2 separate regions of the Sus scrofa genome follow, and region 1 is linked to region 2. The links are chromatin contacts, called in public HiChIP or PLAC-seq maps. All regions are on one chromosome and are shown on one strand. The core of a region is the stretch at or near the end of the contact, and the rest is flanking DNA. Distances in the headings are between cores, read along the strand shown. Region 1 has its middle 45 kb from the start of AMPD3. Region 2 overlaps AMPD3 (AMP deaminase 3).

Evidence for each region. HiChIP or PLAC-seq counts read pairs in DNA pulled down with a chosen protein or histone mark.
Region 1: a contact with region 2 is called in an H3K27ac HiChIP or PLAC-seq map of alveolar macrophages. The contact joins two enhancer-like sites. A contact is called at or near these places in 1 of 5 promoter capture datasets (liver), 18 of 47 Hi-C or Micro-C datasets (adipose tissue, alveolar macrophages, blood and 9 more) and 2 of 2 datasets of contacts at active chromatin or transcription factors (alveolar macrophages and skeletal muscle).

The regions. Positions count from the first base shown.
Region 1 is chr2:49,127,377-49,132,708 of Sscrofa11.1, reverse strand. No RefSeq gene overlaps it. Among named protein-coding and RNA genes, the nearest start is that of AMPD3, 45 kb to the right of the region's middle. Within about 2 kb of position 1,963, at least 2 of the 83 cell types and tissues checked have an H3K27ac peak or open chromatin away from gene starts, as enhancers often do. A contact at or near this core is called in alveolar macrophages, where this site is marked.
Region 2 is chr2:49,057,043-49,062,979 of Sscrofa11.1, reverse strand. It overlaps AMPD3 (AMP deaminase 3), which reads left to right. Exons shown (of 15, transcript XM_013994571.2): 3 at 5,794-5,937. Among named protein-coding and RNA genes, the nearest start is that of AMPD3, 25 kb to the left of the region's middle. Within about 2 kb of position 4,134, at least 16 of the 83 cell types and tissues checked have an H3K27ac peak or open chromatin away from gene starts, as enhancers often do. A contact at or near this core is called in alveolar macrophages, where this site is marked.

The DNA of each region.
Region 1 (5,332 bases), core at 714-3,213, 72 kb before region 2:
GTGTGTGTGGTGTGTGTGTGTGTGGTGTGTGTGTGTGTGTGTGTGGTGTGTGTGTGTGTGTGTGCTGCTTCCTGAAACCAAAAAGTCCTACCCAATATAGAACCCATGATAAAATTCATCTTTATAAAGACCAGTATGATAGGGCTTCAGGGAAGAGTCCTCAAGAGATCATTAGAACTCGGCCATATGGTGACTCAGTGGTGTTTATCAGCTGATGACTGCAGTCTTGTCCAGTGGGGCCCCACTGATCTGGAGATTGACATCCTGGGAGGCACAGGAGAGCTGCTTTATGGCCCCATTTACATAGTCCAGAGAAAAGGGATTAATTAACTACCAAGTCTGAGATGACATTTCCTGGCAAGCTGGCGAGGGGGTGGGTGCTGAGGTCTCCAAATGTGGCAGATGAGGATGAAGATGGGACAGAATTGAATACTAGAATGTACTGTATAGAATTTGAGGTTTGTTTTTTTTTTTTTTTTTTTTTTTTGGGCCGCACCTGCGGCACATGGAGGTTCCCAGGCTAGGGGTTGAATCAGAGCTGTAGCTGCTGGCCTATATCACAGCCACAGCAACTCGGGATCCTTAACCCACTGAGCGAGGCCAGGGATCAAACCCACAACCTCATGGTTCCTAGTCAGATTTGTTTCCACTGTGCCATGACAGGAACTCCTAGAATTGGTGGTTTTTGGATGTGGACTCAGAGCAGAACTGAAGTTATCTTGATAGTAAATGGTCTGGAGTTCCCGTCGCGGCTCAGTGGTTAACTAACCCATCTAATATCCATGAGAATGTGGATTCAATGCCTGGCCTCGCTCACTGGATTAAGGATCCAGCATTGCCACGAGCTGTGGCATAGGTAGAAGATGTGGCTTGGATCTGGTGTTGCTATGGCTGTGGCATAGGACGGCCGCAACAGCTCCGATTAGACCCCATATGGGAACCTCCATATGCCGTGAGTGCAGCCCTAAAAAGACAAAAGACAAAAAAAAAAAAAAAAAAAAAAGTAAATGGTCTATAGTTCTCATTCAGAGGAGAACCTTGTTGTCCTCAATTTCTTTGCTACCTGAATAAATGATCCTCAATTTCTATATGTTCCAATTTTCATATAATTTTCACTTATGTAACTATACATTGATGTTTTTTTCCTTCTTTTTATGGCTGCACCTGCAGCATATGGAAATTCCTGGGCTAGGGGTCAAATCAGAGCTGCAGCTGCTGGCCTGCACCCAGTTTGCAGCAGCGCTGGATCCTTGACCCACTGAGCGAGGCCAGGGATTGAACCCGCATCCTCACAGAGACAACGTCGGGTCCTTAACCTGCTGCGCCACAACAGGAATTCCTACACATTGGTGTTTGGAAATAGGTACTTCATCTATCAGCTGATGGATTTTGCGTTGCCTCTTGGTAGCTGCTTGCTGCCTGCTGCTGCTACCTTGGGGTGGGGGCACAAGAATTGTTATGGTGGAGTTGGCTTCCTTTCTCTCGATGTGCCAAGGGGACCTCAAATCCCCTGGATACTTGGGGCCTGGAGCTTGCCTGTTGATATCAGATTGCTGAACAGGGTGAGTGCTCCCCCTCCCCTCCTGTGGTCCTTGCATCTGGTGTGGATGGGGAAGTTCAGTGGCGGGTGATTCTAGATGATGGCAAGGGTGGTTTTCTGGCTGGGGACGCTGGAGATTTTGCCTGGAAGTTGGAGGTTTTGCCCATCTGTAGTAGTGGAGAAGGTGCGGGGGAGAGGTGGTGGAATCATGGAATAAGAGCCACGGCCTGGACCTCCCCAGACCCCACGGAGCAACAGGGGGGATACCTATGAAGGCTTGCCCCTGCCAAGACCCAAGGCAGGTGTAATGCCTGTGGTCTTTTTGCAAGTATAAAACTGATGCTTAATAACCCCTTACGTCACTGATTTCCCGAGGAGACTCAGTTACTCTAATTATCACTAGAGGGCAGGAGAGACTTCTTTAGCAAGAGAGCAGGCTTCCAGCTGGGGCTACCACTTCCCCATAGATTGGGCCTGAGTTGCCTAATGCCTCCCTCGAGCACAGAGAAAATGAGTATATTGTATGTCGCACTAGGGTAAACTGAAGGAGATTTGGGGATACTGAACAGGGTGAGTGCTCCCCCTCCCCTCCTGTGGTCCTTAGTGAAAAAAATGCACATCTTTTTTTTTTCATGTTTTATCGTTATAGTAAGATACAAAGTAAACTAGTAATATTGAATTTGGATAAAATACAAAATAAATATTTTCAAATATACTATTATTAAACATGAGCTTGCTCCTACTAACATTTATTTATTTATTTATTTATCTTTTGTCTTTTTAGAGCGGCACCCGTGACACATGGAAGTTCCATGGCTAGGGATTGAATCGGAGCTACAGCTGCTGGCCTATGCCAGAGCCACAGCAACGCGGGATCCAAGCTGCGTCTGTGACCTACACCACAGCTCACGGCAATGCCGAATCCTTAACCCACTGAGCGAGGCCAGGGATTGAACCCACTCAGGGTACTAGCTGAGTTCATTACCCACTGAGCCACAACGGGAACTCCCATATCTTTTTATATATAATTTTGAACTGAAATGGCAGCATTAAATTTCTGATTGAGATTTTTAATGATTTCCTGGAATTCTTGATAATCATCATTGACAAGAAAATTCATTCATAGAAACTGGTGATAAAAAATGACAAAAAAATTTAACCACTCAAATATTTACAGCTGTTGAAATTATGGTTAAAGACTATAAGCCTTTTCTTTTCTTCCATTGACAAATGCAGTGTTAAAATTTCTTGTGATAAGGCATTGGATTTAGTATCCATCAGATCTCTTGGATTTGAGCATACTGAGATAATGACGAAGCATTAATTTGCAGCACACACATGCATTTTTAGAGCAGTCACCTTGCAGCCAGGCTGGACGTAACTAAAAAAAGCTTGGCTGCTGCCAAGAGATAAGAAGTGGCCCATATATGTAGAGTAACCATTGTCCTGACTTGTCCTGAAAGGGTTCTGATTTATGCTTTCTGACTTGACATGACTATTCATAGCATCTTCTTTCACTCAAAAAAAAAAAAAAAAAAAAAAAGGAGTTCCTGTCATGGCGCAGTGGTTAACGAATCCGACTAGGAACCATGAGGTTGCGGGTTCGATCCCTGCCCTTGCTCAGTGGGTTAACGATCCAGCGTTGCTGCGAGCTGTGGTGTAGGTTGCCAGACTCGGCTTGGATCTCGTGTTGCTGTGGCTCTGGCGTAGGCCGGCGGCTACAGCTCCGATTCGACCCCTAGCCTGGGAACCTCCATATGCCGCAGGAGCGGCCCAAGAAATAGCAAAAAGACAAAAAAAAAAAAAAAAAAAAAAAAAAAAAGAAAAAAGTCCATGCATTTGGTGTTGTTGATATACATAACATGGATAAATCTCAAAAATATTATTCTGAGTGAAAGAAGCCAGATGAAAGAAAGTACACACACAAAAGATGATTGATTCCATTTATTTGAAATTCTAGAACAGGCACAACACATTTGCAGTGATGGAGAGCAGATGAATAGTTGTCTGAGGCAGCAGTGGGGGTAGAGAGAGGGGGGAATAACTGCAAAGGGGTACCTAGGAAATTTGGGGTAATGGCACAGATTTCTGTCTTGGTTGCAGCAGTGGTTACCCTGGTGGATCACCTGTGTTAACAACTGTCAACACTCGTAGTACTGTGCATTTATAAAATAGGTGCATTTTATTATATGTAAATGATACTTCATTCAAGTTGATTTTATTTATTTATTATTTATTTATTTATTTATCCTTTTCAGGACCACACCCGAAGCATATGGAAGTTCCCAGGCTAGGGGTCTAATCGGAGCTGTAGCCACCGGCCTACATCATAGCCACAGCAACACAGGATCTGAGCCGTGTCTTTGACCTACACCACAGCTCACAGCTATGCTGGATTCTTAACCCACTGAGCGAGGCCAGAGATCGAACCTGCACCCCCATGGATCCTTGTTGGGTACGTTAACCACTGAGCCAGGAAGGGAACTCCTTTAGTTGATTTTTAAAAATAAAGTGTACCAGTTTGGACAATAAATTGCATAGCTTCTATAGCTATTTGTGGAGAGATTCAGCACTGCCATCTGATGCTGTGCCCACCAGGAGCCCCCTCCTGCTCTCCTTGTCCTGCCCCCATCCCTTGGCGGGCACTTTGCAGTTCCTGGACACACATGCCTCCTGGTCCACACTCTGTAGTTGGTGGCCAGGGGACATGTGCAGGTGGTGGAGGGCCCCCCCCCTCCCTGAATGATTGGGGAAAGATCATTGTCCTTGCGCCAAAAGGGTCGAACTTAAGGGAGGTGGCCCTCCAAGGAGATCTATAGGCCAAGCTCTCCCCAGGAGTGACCAGCCCATGTGCTGTAGCTGCCCACTCACCTCAGGGCTGTGGGCATCACCATACCACTTTCTTCATACCCATGGCCCGCTGGAGGCACTCCCACTAGAAAGCTCTGGCCTTGGGAGTGTCACTATGCCAGTCCCTAAGGCTTACTCATGAGGCAGAAAGGAGGAAGATATTATGGAAAGGAAATAAACCAACACCCACTTCTGGCCCCAGAAAGAAGATAAAGAGTGGGAGGGGGAAGGAGGAGAGAAAGAACAGTCAGAAACATGGGTCTTAAGGAGTTCCTGTTGTGGCACAGCAGAAATGAATCTGACTAGGAACCATGAGGTTGCGGGTTCAATCCCTGGCCTCAATCAGTGGGTTAAGGATCCAGCATTGCCATGAACTCTGGTGTAGGTTGCAGATGCAGCTTGGATCTGGTGTGGCGTAGGCTGTGATGTAGGCTGGTGGCTGTAGCTTCAAGTGGCCCTAGACATGGCAAAAAGACAAAAAAAAAAAAAAAAAAAAAAAAGCAGCCATGGACAATACAGAAGTGAATGACTCTAGTTGTATTCCAGTACAACTTTATCTGTGGATGCTGACATTTGAATTCACATAATTTTCTTTTTCTTTTTTGTCTTTTTAGAGCCACACCTGTGGCATAAGGAGGTTCCCAGGCCAGCAGTTGAATTGGAGCTGTAGCTGCTGGCCCACACCACAGCCACAGTAATGTGGGATCTGAGCCTTGTCTGTGACCTACACCACAGCTCATGGCAATGCTGGATCCTTAACTCACTGAACAAGGCCAGGGATGGGACCCGCATCCTCATGAATACCAGTCGGATTTGTTAATCACTGAGCCATGATGGGAACTCCGAATTCATGTAATTTTCATGTGTCACAAAATATGATGCTTCTTGTGCTTTTTTCCAACCACTTAAAATGTAAAAAACATTCTTAGCTTACGGGGCCTT
Region 2 (5,937 bases), core at 2,885-5,384:
TCCTTACTTCCCTGTGAATCAGGGCAGTGACAGTGGGGACAGTGGACATGAAGAATGCCAGCCTCACTAATGACATCAGATTCAAATTGTTTTTTTGCTTTTTTTTTTTTTTTTGCTTTTTTAGGGCTGCACCCATGGCATGTGGAGGTTCCCAGGCTAGGGGTTGAATTGGAGCTGTGGCTGCCGGCCTACACCACAGCCACAGCAACGCCAGATCCGAGCTGCATCTGCAACCTACACCACAGCTCATAGCAACACCAGATCTTTAACCCACTGAGCAACGCCAGGGATCAAACCTTCATCCTCAGGGATCCTAGTCAGATTTGTTTCTGCTATGCCATGACAGGAACTCCAGATTCAAATTGTTAATGAACCCTCATGCCGGTTTGTGACCCCTGCCTTGAATCTTTAGAATGGTAGCTCTTACCTGGAGGGTAGGCGCTGCCAGAATGGTCTGAGTGTGTGCGTGGGAGGGATTCAAACAAGTTGTCCCATTCCGGAATGTTCCCTTCCCCCTCTGAGAAGGAGGCAGGGAGTCTTTCCTGACCCCCTCTGCTCCACGGTTCCCACCCCCAGACTGGATTAGGTGTCTCCTCTGGGATCCCAAATTAGCCAGGCATCTCGTCATACCAGCCATGCTGTATGATGATGGTCTATTGAAATGTTTGGCCACTGACACCAGCACATCTCAGCCTCTGGAGTCAGCGGAATACTTTACAGCTCTGCCCTCCGGGAGCTGGCACATGGTTATTTATCAAATAAAGTGGAGTTCGTTGTGATCTCCTGGCTGTGCATAGTTGAGAGCCTTTAGTAAAAGGGCAGTGGGCAGCAGGCCCCTTGGAGGAAGCTCCTCTTTGGGAGGAAGGGCCTATTTTTTTTTTTTTAAAGGTCTTTTTAGGGCCACACTTGTGGCATATGGAAGTTCCCAGGCTAGGGGTCCAATCAGAGCTACAGCCATAGCAACGCCAGATCCAGGCAGTATCTGCAGCCTATGCCACAGCTCACGGCAATGCTGGATCCTTAACCCACTGAGTGAGGCCATGGTTCCTAGGTGGGTTCGTTTCCGCTGAGCCACAACAGGAACTCTGGCCCCAGGGTTCTTGACTAAGGTGTCTAGGAGCTGAGAAGGGCTGGGGAGAGGGGTGGGGTATGGGTGGGGACACAGAATGGCAGACAAGGGTGCCATAGCACGAGTGGGGACAGCAGACAGGTGCTGAGAGATGCCATAATCACAGCCCAAAGGAGCAGGGCATGTCCTTGGGTTGAGGGCCTGGTTGGGCAGGAAGGTTCTTGTGGCCCAGGAGGGAGGGTAAAGCTGTTCTCTGGCCCTTTGGGCCCCTGGGCTTGGCCTGGAGCTGGTGCTTGCATGGCCCAGGTCTTTGGCAGAAGTGAGTTTCTGCCAGATGGACATGTGGGTAGGGGAAGGAAGGGGCGGGCCAGCTGTGGCAGAGCGAGCTGGCTTACTCTGTGTCCCAAGAGCTAACATGGGGTGCAACAGGTGGAACTGTGGACAGACAGATCTTGGCTCATCACAAGGAAGTGCTTTCTAACAGTGGCAACAGCTCATGTTTTGTTCACCTTGTATTTACGTGCTTAGCACTGGCCTGGCCCAGAGTAGGTGCTTGGTAAATGGTTTTTGAATAAATGATTGACAGTGGATGTTTTACTCAGAAATGGAGTGAGCTCACTGTCGCTTGAGGTATTCAAGCAAAGGCTGCCTTAGTGAGAGGATTGGGGCATGTGATCTGTAAAGCCCTTTCTAACCAGGACACTTCATGGTTCTATAATTCAGAAAAAAGCTTATGATAACTTCTTCATTCTCGTGACACACGTGGAGCTTCAGCAGCTTTGGGAGAGAAAGGACAGACGTGTGGACATACACACACATATCTGCAAATTCTTGGTCACTCAGTTGCCCCTTTGTGGCTGAGCCTCAGCAGTACCGAATGGATACTAGATATGGGTGGTTGACAGAACTTCTAAAATGTCCCCCAGGAAGTGTCTTTCCCTAATCTCCAGACCCTTTAATAGGATGAGACATCGATCCTGTGATTACGCTGTGGTGTGTGACTCTGTGGACCTGAAGATGGGGAGGTTATGAATGGGCCTGATCTGATCTCTCGCACCCTTAGTGCAAGAGAGCTTTCTCAGCAGTAGTGAGGGAGGATTCCAAGCACCAGTGCCAGGCTTTGAAGACAGAGGGCGCTATGTGCAAGAAGCAGAGGCCTACTCTTGCCCAGTAGCCAGTGGGGAACCGGGGCCGGTCTAGGGCCATGTGGAACTGAATTCTGCTAAACACCTGCATGAGCTTGGATGTGGATGCTTCTCCAGGATCTTCTGTTAAGAGCCCAGTGTGGATAACCCCTTGATTTTGGCCTTTGATACCTGGGGCATAGAGTTCAGCCAGGCTCACTTGGATATCTCACCTCCTGAGCTGTGAGCCAGCAACTGGGGGCTTGAAGTCACCAGGCTTCTGGCAATGCGTAGCACAGCCGCAGAAGATAAGCACAGGGCTCTTTCCTGGGGCTCCATTCTTCTTTTCTTCTTCTTTCCTTCCTTCCTATCTCTCTCTCTCCTTCCCTCCCTCCCCCGCTTCCTTCCTTCCTCTCCCTCTGTCTCTCTCTGTCTCTCTTGCTTTGCTTTGCTTTTTAGGGCCACATGTGCGGCATATGGAAGTTCCCAGGCTAGGGGTTGCATCAGAGCTGCAGCTGCCCTCCTACACCACAGCCACAGCAACTCGGGATCCAAGCTGCACCTGCGACGACCACCACAGCTCATAGTAACGCAGGATCCTTAACCCACTGAGTGAGGCCTGGCATCGAACCCACATCCTCATGGATACTTGTTGGGTTTGTAACCTGCTGAGCCACAATGGGAACTCCCTCCATTTAGCTTTTTTAGTTTTCGTGGAGACAAGTTTGGTGGTTAATGCTGGTTTATTGCAAGCCCTTGCCCATGGTTGATGAGGAGTTGACCCATCTGTTGTCAAACCTGTCCATTGTCCCTGCAGAGTCAGAGCTCCCAGCCCATGGATGTCCACATGTGACCTTCTGGGGCTCACCTCAAGTCCAAGGCTGGAGCCATAATGGGTGTCTTTAAGAAGGTGAACTTGGGGACACAGCTGGTGGGTACTGGTGTCTTCTCTGTGGCAGAGGAGTATGGATGTTTCTTGGACAAGCCTGGTGGGCTCTTGGCTTAGGCAGCCTTCCAGCTTTCTGATCATGGTTGGGTTATTATTATTTGTCTTTTTAGGGCCACACTCCATGGCATATGGAGGTTCCCAGGCTAGGGGTCAAATCAGAGCTGCAGCTGCCAGCCTACACCACAGCCACAGCAATGTGGGATCTGAGCCATGTCTGTGACCTATACCACAGCTTGCGGCAATGCTGAATCCTTAACCCATTGAGCAGGGCCAGGGATTGAACCTGAGTCCTCATGGATCCTAGTTGGGCTCGTTACCACTGAGCCATGATGGGAACTTCCGAGTTATTATTATTATTTTTTAAAGCCTTTTTAACCTGTTGTTCACCTTAGATGTTACCTCGGTTCTTTCCTTATCAGGACTGGTCCTTAGGCAGCATTGGCTGAGGCTTGTGGGGGTTAAGTTGGCATGGAGATAAAGATAGTGACCTAGCAGGCATGTGAGTGACACAGGAGTCAGGGTCTCATGGGGCCTGTCAGAACATGAGACGGAGCCCAACGTAATGGCTTTTCTTCTAGGTGTGACCATCCCAAAGATGCCAAAGTGGGAACCTCATTACTCAACGTGGGCCTGCCTCTGAGGAATGATTGACAGGCATCAGTTGGCCTCTTTCTTGGGACAAGATGCTTGACTCAGCTCCATGTGATAGATGGAGGGCAAGCTGGGGAAAACCTGGGCTGGAGGTTCCTGAAGTTCAGCCTGGGTTTCCTGAATAACCTAGCATTTAAGGGCAGGGCAAAGACAGACTTCTGATAAAGGGGCTGCCTCCATTTTCCAGGTAGAAATAGCCTTGTCCCCAAAGAAGTGATAACACACGTGGGTGGATAGTGACCAGAGAGCCATGGCAAGCATTGGGTGTAGAGAGAGGTCAGGGAACTGTAGTTCCTGTAAATTGGCCATGGATCAGTGAGGAGAGACCTGGCCAAGAGCCAGGAGGAAGATAGCTGGTTTCGGGTGAGTCATGAGGTCCGTTTGGAGATAACAAATTTCTCCATACCCTGTAGATGTCACTGGTGCCTGGAGAAGAGGAGGGGTTTTTGTGGGCTTTGGGGGCAGGGAGTGGTCACAGTTGCTCTTGAATTCTTGGCTGGAGGCTCTGGTTGTACCGGGCTAGTTGGCCCACTGCTGGGCCCTCTGGTCAGCTGGTTTCTGGCATTGCTGGGGGTCTGGGTTCCCTCAGAGGCAGAAAAAGACATGGGAGAGGAAGTGCTGAGGTCCTCACCTCCCTCTTGCCTGACTTTCTTCCTGGGGATCCTAGGACTTGGGGTGGTGTCGTTTGAAACATTACTAATTAGTTAACAGGAAAATGAATGTTCCTAAGTCAGCATTGCAGATAAGCATGAGCTTGTGGCATTTGAAACCAACCTTGCACCTGCTTCCCCAGGAGTTTGTGAAATCAGCCTTTGGTGCCAAGGTGACAAGTTGAGAGGACTGGAATTGATGCTGATCAGTCCCTTTCCAATAACAGATCTGTGCCTGCCCAGAGCAGCCAGGAAGGCACATGTCAGGCTGCAGGAAGGAGCAGCCAGGGTGACAGGCTGCCAGGGAGGTGGGGTGCGAAGGGCTAGCTGCCACCTGGCCATGACTTTGTAGAATTTGTTTCCCATCCCTGGTCCCCTGAGTCCTTTATGAAAACAGGAGGTGGGACGGGTTGATGGCATGAGCTTTTCTGGCTCCAGTGCCCCCGTTTTCTAACTCTGTGAAATGCACGGTGATTATCTGAGACTCTGTGTACTGGGACTCAGGGTCTGGCTTTATCTGAAGACAGCATGCTGGTTGATTTGACATGGTCCTCACCTCGTCTGCCCTCAGAGTTAGACCCCCACAGATCAGTCTTCCCTCTGTCTCCTGAGACATTTGCCTACTCCGATGCTCCACGCACCCTGCAAACACAGCCCACAGCAGTTCTTAGTGACCACAGGGTGCCTAGAGTATTGCATTCAGGGAGAGGAAGGCATGAATAATTAGAAACTTTTTTGGGGGTGGTGGTTGTACCCTTGGCATATGGAGGTTCCCGGGCTAGGGGTCAAATTGGAGCTGCAGCCTCCAGCCTATGCCACAGCCACAGCAGCACCACATCCAAGCTTTGGTCTGTGGCCTACACCGAAGCTCATGGCAAAGCCAGATCCTAAACCCACTGAGCAAGGCCAGGGATCGAACCTATGTCCTCATGGATGCTAGTCAGAGTTGAGAATTTTTTTTTTTTTTTTTTTTTAAGGGCTGCTTCCATGGCCCTAAAAAAAGTTGCTGGGCTTGGGGTTGAATCAGAGCTGCAGCTGCCAGCCTACACCATAGCCATAGTCACACCAGATCTGAGTTGCGTCTATGACCTACATCGCAACTCATGGCCATGCTGGATCCTTAACCCACTGAGGGAGGCCAGGGATCAAACCCTTATCCTCATGGCTACTGGTCGGGGTCGTTACCTCTGAGCCACAACAGGAACTCCTAGAAACTTCTTAATAATGGGTCCAGCACTAGTGATTAATCAGAGTCAGATTGTCCTGCCATGTCCAGAACAAAGACTCTTTTATCACTCCCCTCAAATTAGCTGCTTCTATCTCTCACATTTCCTTGCTCTTGACTTTTAGAAAGAAAAGTTTTAAGATGATTCGGTCCCAGTCCCTGTCTCTGCAAATGCCGACGCAGCAAGATTGGAAGGGACCCCCAACAGCCAGTCCGGCCATGTCTCCTGCAACCCCTGTGCTCCCTGGAATCACTTCCCAGCCCGCGCC